2 separate regions of the Danio rerio genome follow, and region 2 is linked to region 1. A link is a contact called in public Micro-C data. All regions are on one chromosome and are shown on one strand. Each heading gives the region's core, a stretch centred on a gene start, on an enhancer-like site or on the middle of the called end of the contact. The rest is flanking DNA. Distances are from core to core; before and after follow the strand shown. Region 1 holds the start of plxnb2b (plexin b2b). Region 2 overlaps plxnb2b (plexin b2b).

Evidence for each region. Hi-C and Micro-C count contacts between places; a contact is called where the count stands out from the background.
Region 2: a contact with region 1 is called in a Micro-C map of caudal fin, with 2.5 times the contacts expected there. The contact joins the enhancer-like site here to the promoter of plxnb2b in region 1. A contact is called at or near these places in 1 of 18 Hi-C or Micro-C datasets (caudal fin) and 1 of 4 datasets of contacts at active chromatin or transcription factors (embryo).

The regions. Positions count from the first base shown.
Region 1 is chr25:6,020,748-6,023,447 of GRCz12tu, forward strand. plxnb2b (plexin b2b) reads left to right here and starts at 1,286. Exons shown (of 39, transcript NM_001423669.1): 1 at 1,286-1,606.
Region 2 is chr25:6,204,853-6,207,552 of GRCz12tu, forward strand. All of the region lies in intron 3 of plxnb2b (plexin b2b), which reads left to right. Among named protein-coding and RNA genes, the nearest start is that of tubgcp6, 150 kb to the right of the region's middle. Within about 2 kb of position 1,264, at least 3 of the 62 cell types and tissues checked have an H3K27ac peak or open chromatin away from gene starts, as enhancers often do. A contact at or near this core is called in caudal fin, where this site is marked.

The DNA.
Region 1 (2,700 bases), core at 36-2,535:
AATGTCAATAAAAGTGACTTTTTAAAAGTTTTTAATATCAAAAGTTGTTTGAGTTCTGCTTACAGTGCTGCGGAAATGTGGAGATCAGAGAGAAATGGCAGCAATAAACCTAAATAAAGTACTAAAGACAATATTTGAGGGCATGTCAGATGGTAAAATCAAAGTATTTTGATATGAAACGTGGTTATGATAAGTTTGTATTGTTATTAAGAATAGAAATAGTGGTATTCTAATCTTTTTGGATCTACACTCTGAAAGATTATTCATTAATAGCTTTTATATTTTATTATTTACTGTTTTTATGTATATTTACTGGTGCGAGTTGCATTATAGGACCTTGATTTCTCTGTCGACTTTTGTTTTTAAAGAACTTAACGGTGCTGTTTATGAAGTAACGTTTAATGCCATTTTAGCAGTTTTAAAGATTGTATTATTCAATTGATAATATATATAGAGAGGGTATTAAGTCTGAAAAATGACAGAAAAAGCACTAGCAGTTTATTACCAAGTTTTTGTATTGTAATTTACAACATAAACCCAAACTTATATCACTTAAACGATTAAAAATGCCAATAAAAGTGACTTTTTAAAAGGTTTTCAATTTCAAAGGGTGTTGATGGAAAGATAAAAAAGCATAAATAAGTTAAACAAACAAACACATGAATAACAAAACACAGTTTTAACATTTTTTGATTATATTATATATTATGCACCATATTGTATTTTTAGTTGTGAAAATAAATAAATAAATAAATAAATAAATAAATAAATAAATAAATAAATGAAAACCTCCAGACAGATCAGGTATTCAGAACGGAGGCTATAAAAATAAGCAAAACCTCCATTTACACTATAGGAAATTTCATAATTATAGCACTTTTCTACTCTTCATAAGTTTTATATAGCTAATATTTTATAATCATATCTCTTCATACCACATATTTACCACAGTGTCATAAGATTGCAATATTCAAATACTTTGGTAATATAGTACTCCAATATGTTTAGTATAAGTAATACTACACTTGCAGGCTACACACGAAGAAAATACGAGGTATGTCAAAAACAACCTAATACCACGGTACTTTTTATAAGTGCCAGACCAGAGCTTTAAAAGTAATCATAGATTTGGAAGAGCTGCCATTTTCACTAATCTACAGTAGATTAAAAGCACTTGAAGCTCCAGCTCTCGCTTCCATCAGGTCTTCGCTTGTTCTGTGGTTTAAAGCTCTCAGCGTGGAGAAGGGGAGGAGACACACACACACACACACACTCTCACACATACACACACACACACTCACTCACAGCTCCCCCGTTCCTCCGTTCGCGAGTCACCGGGTAGGAGGCGGCGAGCGCGACCAGACCTCCAGGTGTGTGTATATGTATGTGTGTGTTCCGTTTACACCTGGACGGATCATGTGATCAAATACCTGGGCGTGGAGCGTTCAAACCTACAGCGTGTTATTCGGTAACGGGGATTCTGGAACCGCAGATCTCCGTCTGTCCGCGCGTGAGTGACATGTGAACTTTCCGTGCACCGGGAGTCTATTCCGCTCATTCTGAGGGAAATCTGTGCCCTGGACACCGCAACTACCCGACTGCCTAGGTGAGTCGGTGTGTGTTTTGCGTTTGACGTGCAGTGTGTTTTGCGTTGTAACCTCTAAAAGACCGTACACAGCAGTTCACGGTTGTGGTTTCAGATGGGACGCGCATCCCGGACTGAGACGCATGTTGCATGTGGATGTAACACTGCTTTATTAAAACAAGCGTGGGTTGTTTATTGTTTATTTCCTCCAGTTGTATTCAGTATCCCTGTAGCATGTCATCCACTTACCCAGCATGTGACTTTCAGGTGGACCAGCTACTATTTTCTGAGGTTGTGGTTCGTCTCGCGCCAATTTCTTGTGGCGCCACTATCGTTAACCGTCAACTGTGTTGACGTTTCGCGTTTGTTTGGAAGTCTACGTTTAATTTGCTTAGCAACGATAGCTGTCTGCTTCCTCCGTCAATATACTGTCCGTTATTGATAACGGAAAGTGCTCGAAGTAGCTGGAGTTACAGTAAGTGAAAGTGACTTACCAAAGGTCTATTTAGCAGCCTGACTAGCTTACTTTTGTACTAAAGTACTTCGAGTTATCGTCAAGACACCTTTTGTTCGGGTTTAAGAGAACCAAAACTGATCCTCAACCTGCTATTAATTGAATGTACTCATTTAATGACTAGTAGTTTGTTTCTTAGCTAGGTGACTTGCCACTATCTCAACAGGTGAGTGACTGTCCATTTGTTGCTGTTGACAGTTTCAGTCTTGCTAAAATGAACTCTGCTTTTGTTTCTCAGTGGTTTTAATAGTATATCCAGTTTCTAAACAGCATCTGATGTGTCAAATCATCTTATAAATGTTGATAAATTGACAGCTGTTTGAGAAGTTACATCAGGTACGTCCACCTTACATCACTTCTAAAACAGTAGGCTAGTCAAAGTGTGGCTTTGTTTCGGCAAATATTCATTAACTCAAATATCATGTCAAATGGCAGCCTTAAGTCTTACTTCCTTTTAATTATTTATGCTATACACCCTGCTTACCATGACCTTGATTTGTCTTAATGGATGTAATGTATTCATTCTAATGGCTTGTCTCTGTTTAAGAGTGCCTCTGCTCTTCTTTGCCCGCAGTGTTGTGCTTTAAATCCACTATATCTG
Region 2 (2,700 bases), core at 14-2,513, 180 kb after region 1:
CCTCCAGTAGTTTGTGTACTGCTATTGGCTGGAGCTGAAAGTAAATACTTATGGTGGGAGTCGAGACAACAGGCAATCAGAATAGTCTGACTTTATTCACTCATTTACAGTGTTTTAAAGACTAAACGTTTGCAGTTTGACACCATTTTTTTTTTTGTCTAAATTAGATCAGAAATATGTCTTTAGCTGTTTATTGTAATATCTTTAAATAAAGAAATGATTTACAAAAGTAGCTAATAAAAATAAGAAAATGTTTCATCGTAAGAAATATCGTTATCGCAATACTCAACAACAATATTGTATATATTTTTTTTCAGTGTCACGTAGCTCTAATTGTAAGGAATTCAGTCTTACGATGAAAAAAAAATCCATAAAATTTACTGTAAAAAAACGGGCGCTGTGGTTGCCAGAACTTTACTGTTAACAATAATACAGTAAAAACTGTAATAATTCAGTCTCATGATCAAAATATTCATAAAATTTACTGTAAAAACGCTTTACTGAACTTTACTGTTAACAATACGGTAAAAACTGAAAATAATTTTCAACATTTTACAGTAAACTACCGTATTTGTATTAATTAATTATTACACACCAGTGTTTTGAAGTACATCTACACATCATTTCCCTTGATATGCAGACAGAATTCACAGACAAAGTCTCATAATGAATCAAAGCTTATCACAAACAACACACAACTACTGAACATCATCACAGTAACACACGCAAAATTAAAAATAATGGAATAAACATTATTTATCAACATTAGATGTAACCTAAAACTCAAATGTACATCACTAATGAGGGGAAAAAAAACTAAAACGAACCACAATAATGTTAGCATAATAAAAAGCATAAAAGTTTTTAAAGGGAATTCTTGGAAGGTCAATTTATGGTTATTGGACGTTAGAAAACGTATCGTTAACCTGGTTATGGATTATTATTGTAGCATTGTCATAGCATTTTTCATTTTTTTGCTAGCGCCTGATCTGATGTCATGATTAGCATGTATTGCTGTTGTGCTAAAGGTCTGCTAGCGTCTGTTAGCATGATGAATCTCTCTTCTGTCAGCTCTGTGGATCTGCTGTCTCCTGTAATGGCTGGTTTTGGCTCTTTCTTTTCTTCTGTGTTTAGAAACGCTGTCAGGTTCAGAGATTGACAGAGCATTTCTCCAGCTGTCGGTCAAACGCTGCTTTCCCACACACGTTTCACCGCACCAAATTGTTCTGCCAGCAGCGCTGTTGTTCATATATGTGTCATATCAGTGGCGTTGATCTGCGGCGGCCTCCTGTCAGCGTTCACTGCAGATTCCCTCACTTGTGTCTGTCTGAGCAGGTTCAGGCGGGAATGTTTTGTCTCGCCGTGAGTTTATTCGACAAATATGTCTGAAGACAACATGAATCAACATATTCTGTTCATATTCAAGTTAAGTAATGTGTATTTAATTTTGTCTTTGCTATGAAGACAGTACATTATATTTTACTAGTAATTTTGCAAGATACTAGTATTTAGCTTAAAGTGACATTTTAAGACTTAGGAAGGTTCACTCGGCCAGTCATTGGACAACATTGGTTTGTTGTGTAGCCAATCAAAAACAAATTATTAAATTTCTTTAGGGCTGTAATGATATTGAGCCAAAAAGTCTACGTATATACAAGAATTTTACGCTTTTTTTTAAATTATGTTAGTTGTGTAACGAGTGGAGGGACACAAACAACAGAAGTTTGGATCCACATGCAGGTTTATTCAAAGTCAGGCAAGCAAAGGTGCTAACAGATATACAAGGGAAGTCCAGAATCGTTGTCAAAAGATCAGGCGAGTGGTCAGAAGGCAGGCGGCAGACTAAGATGAAAAGGCTAACAAGGCAAGGCAAGGCAAGGCAAACTTTATTTATAGAGCACAATTTACACAGCCGTAGTTGATCCAAAGTGCTTTACAATAAAATAATCTAGACAATAAAACTAAAAAAATGATATTAAAAATACAAAGAAATATATTTAAAAGTAATACTAAAATACAAATAATAAAAAATAACGTGCATGCATCCCTCAAGGTTCAAAACACAAGAAAACAAGACTAGGAAAACGTGTTGTAGTGTTACTATACAGATAACAAGACTCGGCAACGTGAATGAGTTAGTGTGTTGCTTAAATAGTGTGTGCAATCAGTCTCTGACAATCCTCAGGTGGTGCGAGTGTAATCAGTCTAGATGAGGAAGCATGTGTGAGCGGAGTGCATGTATGAAAATGTAGTCCAGAAATAGCGGAATTGTAGTCCATGGTTATTGTGAATGAAGTCCAGCGATCTTATAGAGTACGCTGGTTATCATGACAAGTTGTGAAACAAATTTTTCATTCAAGCATTTAAGTAACTTTTATTTTATTTAATTTTAAAAAGTTATGTTATTATAGGCTTTTTCATGTATATCATTTATTATCAAACATATTTATTACACATACATTTAAATACATTTTCATTTGCATTTATTAATGAATTTGTTGTATTTTATTTTATAAAAATTGGGAGGTGGCGTTGAGTGCCTTAGTGCTCCTCACCAGTGCCGATATACAGCTCTATCGCATTGCTACAAGTGTGATATTGCATTTATACAACAGTTCAATGGCTTTATTGTGGATATAAAAAAGAAAATCAAACACAAGAGAGTCTTAAATCCCTTTTTGCATGAGGAACTACTTTCTT